Linked DNA regions of Sus scrofa: all the other regions are linked to region 3. A link is a contact called in public HiChIP or PLAC-seq data. All regions are on one chromosome and are shown on one strand. Each heading gives the region's core, a stretch centred on a gene start, on an enhancer-like site or on the middle of the called end of the contact. The rest is flanking DNA. Distances are from core to core; before and after follow the strand shown. Region 1 overlaps YPEL2 (protein yippee-like 2). Region 2 overlaps YPEL2 (protein yippee-like 2). Region 3 holds the start of YPEL2 (protein yippee-like 2).

Region 1 (3,181 bases), core at 501-3,000, 43 kb after region 3:
GGCCATCGCACATGGTGCTGCTGTGAATGTTGGGGTGCATGTATCTTTTCGAGTTAGCCTTTTATCCAGATATATGCCCAGGATTGGGATTGCTGGATCTTATGGCAACTCTCCTTTCAGTTTTTTTTGTTTGTTTGTTTTGTTTTTTGTCTTTTTGCCATTTCTTGGGCTACTCCCACGGCATATGGAGGTTCCCAGGCTAGGGGTCCAGTCGGAGCTGTAGCCACTGGCCTACGCCAGAGCCACAGCAACGCGGGATCCGAGCTGCGTCTGCAACCTACACCACAGCTCACGGCATGCCGGATCGTTAACCCACTGAGCAAGGCCAGGGATCGAACCCACAACCTCATGGTTCCTGGTCGGATTCGTTAACCACTGCGCCACGACGGGAACTCCTCCTTTCAGTTTTTTGAGGCCCCTCCATACTGTTTTCCACAATGGCTACACACAGTCCCACTAACAGTGTCGGAGGGTTCCCGTTTCTCCTATTGTTCCCATTTTCAGATGAAGAAAGGGGGGCCTAGCCAAGTTGAGCTGACCAAGAGAACCCAGCTCAAAGTGATAGAACCAGAGTTGCAATTCAGGTGTGACCCCCTAGTCTATGCCCCTAAGTGCTCTACCATAGGGCCCATATCTTGCTCTGAATTAGCAGAGGAGCTTAGCCCAGCCCTCTTGCTGGGTCCATCCCAGGCTGTCTGCCTGGCTGTGAAATCTCCAGGTAACTTCCTGTTCCTGGGGTTTAGCACTTGGACTAAACATGATACCCCAGATTTCCTTTGTGGGGGGTGTTTGTTTGCTTATTAGTGGGTTTCCTGACACATACAGCCCAGGAAAACTGGGGAGGGGGCAGTGGAAGAGCACAGGTCATCTTCACAGGCAGAAGAATGATTCTTTTTTAAGCTGTTTACTGCTTACCTCCCTTTACTCCTGAAATCAGAAAGAAGAGGAACGCTAGAGTCAGCAGGGCTCAGAAGCCATACTTAATTTGTGGTCCAACTGGGTCAGGGGGAGTGACCCTGTGCAGTGGCCTTTTTTTTCCCCAGGGACATGTGTGCCTCTGCTCACTAGAGCAGAGTTCCAGGCCGGGGGGGGGGAGGGGTGACAGCCACCCCCTCCCTGCCAGGGGAGTTAGGTCTCCTGCGAAGCACATGTCTGCTCTATTCAGTCCCTTCGTCCTGGCCCTCTGGCTGGGCTCCTGCTGGTGTTAAGTTGCCCCAAATACCCAGTCTCTTATTTCACATCCTCAGGCAAAGATCCCACAGCCAAGGTGCCCTTTCAGCTTAGCTTTCCCATCAGCCTCTCCGATAAGCTCCTAAGAGGAGGGAGGAGCGGGAGTGGGGAGGTGGGTAAAACCTGCAGCAGACCCCTTTGTCCCTTTGTCAAGGGGTACAGTGGGTCCTGCAGCTCCCCAGTTTTGTGTTTGACCGGGCAAGCCCTGGGTGGTGGCTAGCTGCCTGGCCGCAGTCCTTTATTGGCAAATGGAACTTGACTTGGCCGAGGCACAATTAATTGTACGTATGCTCAGGCTTTACGTTGGGGCGGAAATTGAAGGCTGAAAGTTTGTAAGTGTCAAGAGACAAGGAAACTCTGTGTTCAGTGTGTGGGCTGGGAGATTGCAGGGGTTCCTGAGCCAGGCTCTGTTTCTGCACAATCTGCCATGGCTGTGCCAGACTCCCTGTCCAGACCTCGCAGAGATGGTTCATTCCTCGGGCTGGACGCAAGTGAGACACGAGGGCTGCTATGAGTTGGGAGGGGGAAGAAGCCAGTGGACAAAATGTTCCCGGGCCTGGGTGGACCCAGCCACACAGCACCGACTGAGTCCCTGTGAGTAGAGATGGAACTTTTCTCCTTTCTTTCAGCCAATTCAGATCTTGAGTTGGAAATGAGTTCCTGCTGGATGCACTGGGTTTTTTTATTTTTATTTTTTGTCTTTTTAAGCTGCACCCAAGACACATGGAGGTTCGCAGGCTAGGTAGGGGTCTAGGTAGGCCACAGCAGTCCCAGATCCGAGCCATATCTGTAACGTATGCAGCTTGCGGCAATGCCCGGCTTCTTAACCCCACTGGGTGAGGCCTCCTCATGGCTACTAGTCGGGTTCATAACCCGCTGAGCCACGTTGGGAACTCCTGAACTGGTTTGTTTAAATTTACCTTTCTGAAGTGTTAGGTGCCTTAAAATAAAAATGGGAGTGACCAGGAAGTCTGCACAGTTAGCTTCTCCAGTCTCACTGTTTTGGGAAGTGAATGGGTACCCTGGACTCTCACCTCTTCTCCTCCCTTCCCCCTCACTTGCAACCAAAGGAAATATCTAGAACCTGGTTACAAGGATGATTACGTTATATGGAGTTAGTCCGGACAGTCTCTGGTAACTTTCCCAAGAAGGATTCTCCAACCGTGGCCTCCTAGGAGGTAGGTGCCAGAGTGATAGACCCAGGAACTGAGCCTCTGTGTATAAATTGGTGTCCAGAATATGTTTATTTTTTATTTTTTGCTTTTTAGGGCTGCACCTGCGGCCTGTGGAAGTTCCCAGGCTAGGGGTTGGATCAGAGCTGCCAGCCTACACCACAGCCACAGCTACACAGGATACGAACCTCATCTGCGACCTTCACCATAGCTCACAGCAATGCCAGATCCTTAAGCCGCTGAACATGGCCAGGAATCGAACCCACATCCTCATGGACCCTAGTCGGATTCGTTTCTGCTGCACTACAATGGGAACTCCCTCAATTAATGCTTTGTCAATTCCAGAATATATTTAAAATGCTATCCAGAGTATCCAGAGACTCTTTACAAATGTGTACAGAAAGGTAGCAATTAAATGTTTCTCTTGGAATAAGCCTGGCCTCTGCCTTCTCCCAGGAGCCTTTGCCTAGGGAAGATGATTAAAAATAGATCTGAGTAGCACTTCCTGCTTGGCAGATGACTGATAGCAAATGCTAGGCCTTGTGGCTGACCTTTCCTTTCTGAAATCTGCTGTGTTTTCCATGATGCTAATTGAGTCCCTCTCTAGACCTAATCAAAGAGCTGGTTGCACACACACACACACACGCTTGCTGTCCTGGCTGGGTTCAGTTCATGGAGCAACTTGAAAATGCTGGAATTTGCATGGAAACACCCACTCTGTGGTCCAACTGGCTGGTCCTTGTTTAAAAACGAATAAGTTCTGCTTTCAGATTTGCTGC
Region 2 (3,303 bases), core at 459-2,958, 60 kb after region 3:
CTAATCGGATTCGTTAGCCACTGAGCCATGATGGGAACTCCAACATATGTTTCTTAGAGGATGACATTCCCAATTATCCATACTGTAGGACCACGGAACTGTAAGAGAATATAATTTTGGAGCTGAAAGGGGACTTGGAGTTCTGTTAGTCCAAATCCTTTATTAAAATCCAACCAAAAAATAAATGAACTGTGGTTAAGTTCATAGACTGGAATATGATTCATTATTAAAAAGAGAATGGACTATTGATATAGGCAGTGAATCGTAAAAGAATTATGAAGCATGAAAGAAGTCAGGCAGAAATCACTACTTAATGTCTGATTTCATGTATTAAAACTTATGGAAAATATAAACTATAGTGACAGTAGACAGGGGCTGCCTGAGGATGAGGAGGGAAGGGACAGCTGGATTCAGAGGGACACGAGGAAACTTGGGTATGATAGTCCATTATCATGTTGTGGTGATGGTTTTGCAGGTATATGCAGATGCACAACTCATCAAATGGTACATTTTAAATATGCACAGTTTATTATTATATGTCTGTTAGATAGCAATAAAGCCATTAAAAAAAAAAAAAAAAGGAAATGAGGAGTTACCCTCGTGGCTTAGCAGTTAATGAATCTGACCAGCATCCATGAGGACGCAGTTTCAATCCCTGGCCTCTTCAGTGGGTTAAGGATCCAGTGTTGCCGTGTGCTGTGGTGTAGGTCGCAGATGCAGCTCAGATCCCTTGTTGCGGTGGCTGTGGCATAGGCCAGCATCTCCAGTTCTAGTCCACCCCTAGCCTGGGACCTTCCATATGCCTTGGGTGTGGCCCTAAAAATAAAAAAAAAAAAAAAAAAAAAAGGAAATTAGAGGCAGCTGACTCCTTGACAAGTTAAATCGACAATCTATCCAGTATGCTGAGAGCTCCAAAAAAGGACAGGAGGGACAGGCAGGGGGGCAAGAAAAGTCCAGTACCTGGGTGCCACTGGGTGCTCATCCTGGGGAGGTCAGAGAATGCCTTAGGAAAGAGAGGAAGCTGAGCCAAGTGCTTAGGAGGGAGAGGAAGCCGAGCCTTAGGATTGGTCAGGTGGAAGAGCCTCCCCAACTGAAGGAAGCAAAGTTGGGCAAAGTTGGTGAAATGCAAGTTCGTTCCAGGAATTGCACGTGGTTTGTCCTGACTAGAGCAAAGGACCCAGTGGAAAAGTATGGAAGAAGAGACTGCAGAGGTTGGTGGGACCAGATACTGAAGCTTTTGCTATCCTGGTGGTACTTGGGTGTCTTTGTGCTCCAAGGTTCAACTAACAGGTTGGCCAGATCTATGGTCTCTGTCCCTGGGACATCGTCTCATCCAGACACTTGGCATAGCCTTCCAGGTTCCAGGTTTCCAGGCCATGGCTTTGATTCACACTCAGTTCCAGGCTGGAGCTCTTAGGTTCCCCAGGGATGTTTCAAGACCCAAAGGAAAGAGAGCTGGTTTAGGCCAGAGAAGCAGCTGGGGACACCAGCTTGCTCCTTGGAGCTGCCCCTGGGAGCCAAGGCTTCTGGTGCATTTGTATGTTGGAGGCAGCCAGCCAGTTTGGCAATCCAGCTGACCGCAGAGGCGTTTTTACACAAGTCAAGAATTGGACCTTTTTCTCTGGCTGGCAGCACTGATCCCTAAAGTCCTGTGTTTCTGACAACAACTGTCTCCTGTGCAGTCATCTGTGTCCTGTCTGGTTCTCTCCTACCCTTTGGTCATCTGTTAACCAGTCAACTCTGGATTTCTCCAGCCACTGAGTAACAGAGGTCATGGGAGAGTCCTGTATTTGTTTGTTTATTTTTAGAATGGTCTTGAGTGCAGACTAGGATGTTTAATTCAGGGTACAGTTGTCAATCACATTAAAAATGCAGACAGCAAGGCAGGACATGGCTGGCTCATGTCAGCCAGACATTTCAGTGTAACTGGAGGACGAGAAGACGGACAGGGCCCGTGCTAATGGAAGTAGACGCATGGCAAGCTCTGGCTCCTGTTTCTCGTTCTCTGCTATCCTCCGACCACAAGAAAGAAGGCTCGTATTTAAGCTAGAAGTTAAAATGGGATTCTTGCTTAATGAGCCTTACTGTGATACAGAGATCAAGTTGCTGACACCTCAAAAGGAGCAGCCCGGTGCTGCCATTGAGGACTCTTGTCACTGTTAGAGCCGTGAGGCTCTCCAAGAAAGCAGGACCAGTGAGAAGTGTGGGTTTGGTGGTTTATATCTTCTTACCTGGGCTGGTGAAAACAGCCCAAGTGAAGTGGCTGGAGTCTGTAGCTCTGCTTATTTATTCTGCCTTCTCCTCCCGCCACGCCAACTGCCACCTGGACTGTTGAATGGCTCACTGCTCCGTTTTTGCCGTGTCAGCACTGCAAGGTCCTGACTGTTGCAGTTGGGGGCTGGTTTCCCGAATGGGTGGGTAAATGGTATCTAACTATCAATTTGTTTTCTTGCATTTCAGTCGTTCCAAGGAAGTCAAGGACGAGCATACCTCTTTAACTCAGTGTGAGTGTCTCTGAATGGTACACCCATTGTTCGGTGCAAGTTTCGAGGGGAGGGGAAAGCCATGATCATTAAAACAACGGGACCTGTCCTCTCTGCCTCCCCACCCTCATGGAGCATCACTCACCACAATTGGTAGCCAGTCATCCTCAGGGGACTTTGGGGAGCAGCATCTTTGGCTGAAAATAATACAGTCGCTGCCTGCCATAAGCTTAGAGGGCAGTAGTCTCCTCAACACAGAGGTCCTGTAACTAGATCTGAGACATGTCACTGGAGAGGAGAAGGAGGGTGAACAGAAGACACGGGGATGTGCTGGAGGAGGAGCCTCAGTAACGTGGAGTTAGTGAAGCGCCCGCATCCTCTGCTGCAGATGCACAGGCTCCCCCAGCCCACAGCCATCGGCAGCATCATTTACTGCTTGCTCTGAGGAAGCAAGCCTGATGAACTGTGAAAATGGAAATCTGGCGTGTTCAGCTTGAGATAAAAGGTGCTCTGTGAAGGAGTCTGGTATATTTGATAGACGGGGCTCAGCCATCCTTGTGATCAGGACAAGACTGAACTGTCACAATTGACATCCCTGGGCTCATTCGGTCCTCAGGGAGCTCTGAGCACCTGTGCTCATCATGGCTGTGGACGGCAGGGTGGTTGTCAGTTTGCCCCCTTAAATCACAAGACAAAAGGCATTTCCTAGAAAAATCCCAAACAGAGTCTCAACCATAAAGACTACCTTTAGAAGTGCTCCTGTGGCTCACAAGATGAAGGATCGGGCACTGTCCCTGCAGGGGCTTGGGTCGCTGCGGTA
Region 3 (3,537 bases), core at 827-3,326:
AAGGAATTTCGCCATACACAGAGCAGACAAGGTTCCTGGCCACTGACAAAGCCAAGGTGATAACCTGCCTGGGAGGCTAGGAACTTCTCAAACTTTCATTGCTAGGATTAAAAAAGAGAAAAACACACCAACCAACCCTCTGGCTAAATCAAAACAAATTTATTTACCTCTCTCTAATTTTCCATTTCTTTTTTGTCCTACAGATAAAAGTATCTGTCTGTTCTCACACACTCTCCATTGGCCTCTTCATCTTCTCCTTTGAGTAAGTAGATTCTTACTCAAAGGAATATTATGGTCCAAGCCAAGCAGGAAATTCTGCACAGACCAGGCCCTGAGTAAATGCATATGAGGAGGGGCCATCAGAGCTGCTTTCAGGGAGGAAGAGAAGTTGCTTCTACTACTTTGTTTCACTTCTATCTTCTTGCCTAACAACTCACAATGCTTGGCTCTTTTGACTGGGAGGAGGCATGATGAGGCTTATTATATCTTTTTTGTTGGCTGCCTGGCTGGTTCTATTGTCTCCTGGTCTTTTGCAGCCTGTTTGACTCTTCCAGTTCCCTGCATACACACAGCAGGCCTGCAGGGGTCCTCAGATCTCCCTCTGAACCTGGGCCCCAGGCTTGTCCTCCTTTGCTAACATTATCTTTTATTTAAACAGAAACAGTAGCCACCAATCTTGTTACATAACATACCCACATCCTAGGATGCTAAACTAAAGCAACATCCACTGATGGGAAGAGGTGATCTGGCAACACCAATATTCACTAGGAGAATATAGCCTGAAATGTTGTAACAAGTTTGACTTCCTGGCCCTGCTTAGATTTTAGAGGGGGAAGGGACTTTAGAGATGATCCTATTTCAATCTTTGTTTTAAACAGTGGAAACTAAGGCCTAGAGAGATAAAGAAATATGCCCACATGGCAGATCAGGGCAGAAATCAAGCTCTGGATCACCTAAAGAATCTACCACCTCTAAAGATTAATTATTAAACCTTTCTTGGTCATGAATTTTTCTTATCTGAAAAGCATTTTTTTTTCTGTTTTAGATTTTCCAAGTTTGTTGCTTGTGAACAGTGACCTGTTCCTGCTTACAGAGAACTGCAGATTTGATGGGGTTTTTTTTGTTTGTTTGTTTTTTACTAACATTAGGACTGGATTCATATCAAACCATGCAATATGTATTAACTGAATACAATCTGAACACAAAGTATATTAACTGAATCACATCTATTTTAAAGACAGCTGGGTGGAGTTCCGGTACCTGGGTACCTGGTTTGAGGCATCTGGGGACCTACCCCAGTGCCATTCTCCCTTTATGAGCAAACCAGTGTGTAGAAGGAGATTGAAGTCAGCAGCACCTCCGGAAACATCTCACATTCTGACAGCAACTCAATAAAACATGGGGCTTCCTACTGCTTTCTGAGGGACTGCAGAACCACAGTGGGCAGCTGAAAAGGCTGGGCTGCTCTCTGCCCCTGATCCCTGACAGCATTCTTTCCGAAATTGACCTGTTTTCTTGCTGGGAGACTGTCCCACCCCACCCACCTGGTGCCTCCCTAGATTTCCTGACTGCCCTGGGCTGTTTTTTAACCTTCTCTTCCTTGAAAAGCACCACTCCACTGACCCAGAACGTGGGTGCCTCCCCTGTGGTCACTGACCATCCTATTCTCCTGGGCGAATCATTTCTCTCCAAAAGCATCGGGAAATCGCCAGCAATTGGGGGCTAGTTGCCTTATAAGTCCCCCGAATGTGTCTTTCCCACTTTTAATTAGCTACATTTAAGCAGAGCAGAGAGAAAAGGGGGAAATGCCTCGCTTTTGAGTAGGGCCTGGCTAGGGTCCTGTCGGGCTGTCACCATCTTTATTAAACTCAACTCCTGCGGGTCCCGAGAGCCTTTTCAGGTAACTTAGACTCTGAGTTAGGGATGGCTAAGGCGTGAGCCGGGAGTTACTCTCTTGGCCGCCCCAAGTAGGAGAAGCACTGTAAAGCCTCTCCTCTCCCTTCCCCGGGTTCTGAAAATCCCAGCCTTGACCTGGGGACAAACTCCAAACTCAAATAAACGGTCTCCTCCTGGGCGCCGAGAGAGCCTACCCAACCACATCACCCTTTCTCCCTGTTGCGCCGGCCAGCTGCCCTGCTTGGACAGGCTCCACTGGCTGAGCCTCAGCGGGCCAGACTGGGCACCCGCCGCACTCCCCGCACCCAAGCCCGGCCGGGCCCGAGGGGTGGGGGTGTGGGGGGTGGGAGGTAGGGGAAGCAGGGGGCGGAGTTCCGTCCTTCGCTGATTGGCTCAGGGCGGATGGGCTGCGGCCGGGCCGAGCCAACCCGCGACGTGTTGCTATGTGCTGAGCCGAGGGGATAGGCGCGGGGGTGCGTCCGTCACCGGGCAGCCCCCGGCCCCAACCCGGAGGGATGCGGAGTGGCGGCGGCGGCAGTGGCGGAGACTGTGGCTTTAAGAGCGCGCCCAGAGCCCGGGATCCGGCCGGGCGGTCCTTCGCTGCTGCGCACCCCCGCGGAGCCGAGCTCAGCGCTGGCCGGACGGGGCTGCCTGCTGCCGGGTAAGCAGATGCGAGCGCTGCGCGGGCCGGGCGTGCGTGGGCGTGGGACGCGCTGTCAGTTCGGGCGCCCGGCCCCGGGCACTGGGCTCAGGTCCCGTGGCTCCTGCGGCCCGGCTTCTCCAGAGCGCGCGGCGCCCTCTGCCCCTCGCAGCCGAGGCGGGGTCTGGCTGGGGGGGGGGTCTCCCCGGGGGGCCGCGGGCTCAGGGGGCGGGGAGCAGGCCGCCGGGGCCACGTGACCGGTTTGTTTACAAACACTGCGGAGCTCAGGCGGCGGCCCGCGGCGGGAGCCCAGGTGGCCCGGGTTCCCCGGTCGGGGCTGAGGACCTGTGTGGCGAGCCAGGCTAGTCTGGGGCGCGCGGCTAGGCGGCGAGGGTAGGGTGGAGGGAACCTGGAGACTCAGTTGCTGCTGCTTCCTTAGCGTAGTTCCCGTAGTTCAAACTCCGTGGGGGGCAGGGTAGGGACTACGGGCGTTTTCTGTCTCCGAGGACGCTAAGTCTCCGCAGGAGACACTGGATCTGGGGGCGCCGCCCTCAGTGCCCCCGCCTTCGGGGGACTGGCCGCCCTCGAAACTCCCAGGAGCGCTTGGCCAGCTCCGGGCCGAGGTAACCGCAGCCGAGTTCCTGCCTGGCCGCTTCCCGGCGCCTCCCCAGTGCCCTTGCCAAGGGGGTGGGCGCGAGTGCTCTCCTGCCCGCCGGAATGTAGGGGCCTCTCCAGCGAGTACCTCCCAGGAACTGGTGCTGAGGGGCAGCCCCAACCTCTCACTGCTTCAAGTTCATCCTCCTTGGCCACTGACCTCTCTGGGTGCCTTTATCCAAGTGGTGGTTTTTCTCTCTTTGACGGGTGGGGGGGAACCACCTGTTCTTTTGGACCCAGCCCAGGAGACTGCCACTTTTGACTTCACTCTCAGCTTACAAGAGCTTACAAAGCCAAGAGAGTGAGTGTCCTCTGTTCTGCATGTAGCTGACCCTCCCACAGCTCTG

Evidence for each region. HiChIP or PLAC-seq counts read pairs in DNA pulled down with a chosen protein or histone mark.
Region 1: a contact with region 3 is called in an H3K27ac HiChIP or PLAC-seq map of skeletal muscle. The contact joins the enhancer-like site here to the promoter of YPEL2 in region 3. A contact is called at or near these places in 1 of 5 promoter capture datasets (liver), 6 of 47 Hi-C or Micro-C datasets (embryonic fibroblasts, epiblast stem cells, heart right ventricle and 2 more) and 2 of 2 datasets of contacts at active chromatin or transcription factors (alveolar macrophages and skeletal muscle).
Region 2: an H3K27ac HiChIP or PLAC-seq map of skeletal muscle shows a contact between it and region 3. The contact joins the enhancer-like site here to the promoter of YPEL2 in region 3. A contact is called at or near these places in 1 of 5 promoter capture datasets (liver), 5 of 47 Hi-C or Micro-C datasets (brain, embryonic fibroblasts, liver and 1 more) and 2 of 2 datasets of contacts at active chromatin or transcription factors (alveolar macrophages and skeletal muscle).

What each region holds. Positions count from the first base shown.
Region 1 is chr12:35,614,106-35,617,286 of Sscrofa11.1, forward strand. The region is part of intron 2 of YPEL2 (protein yippee-like 2); the gene reads left to right. Among named protein-coding and RNA genes, the nearest start is that of YPEL2, 43 kb to the left of the region's middle. Within about 2 kb of position 1,751, at least 29 of the 83 cell types and tissues checked have an H3K27ac peak or open chromatin away from gene starts, as enhancers often do. A contact at or near this core is called in alveolar macrophages, omental adipose tissue and skeletal muscle, where this site is marked.
Region 2 is chr12:35,631,818-35,635,120 of Sscrofa11.1, forward strand. YPEL2 (protein yippee-like 2) reads left to right here. Exons shown (of 5, transcript XM_003131686.6): 3 at 2,461-2,504. Among named protein-coding and RNA genes, the nearest start is that of YPEL2, 60 kb to the left of the region's middle. Within about 2 kb of position 1,709, at least 20 of the 83 cell types and tissues checked have an H3K27ac peak or open chromatin away from gene starts, as enhancers often do. A contact at or near this core is called in liver and skeletal muscle, where this site is marked.
Region 3 is chr12:35,571,072-35,574,608 of Sscrofa11.1, forward strand. YPEL2 (protein yippee-like 2) reads left to right here and starts at 2,077. Exons shown (of 5, transcript XM_003131686.6): 1 at 2,077-2,557.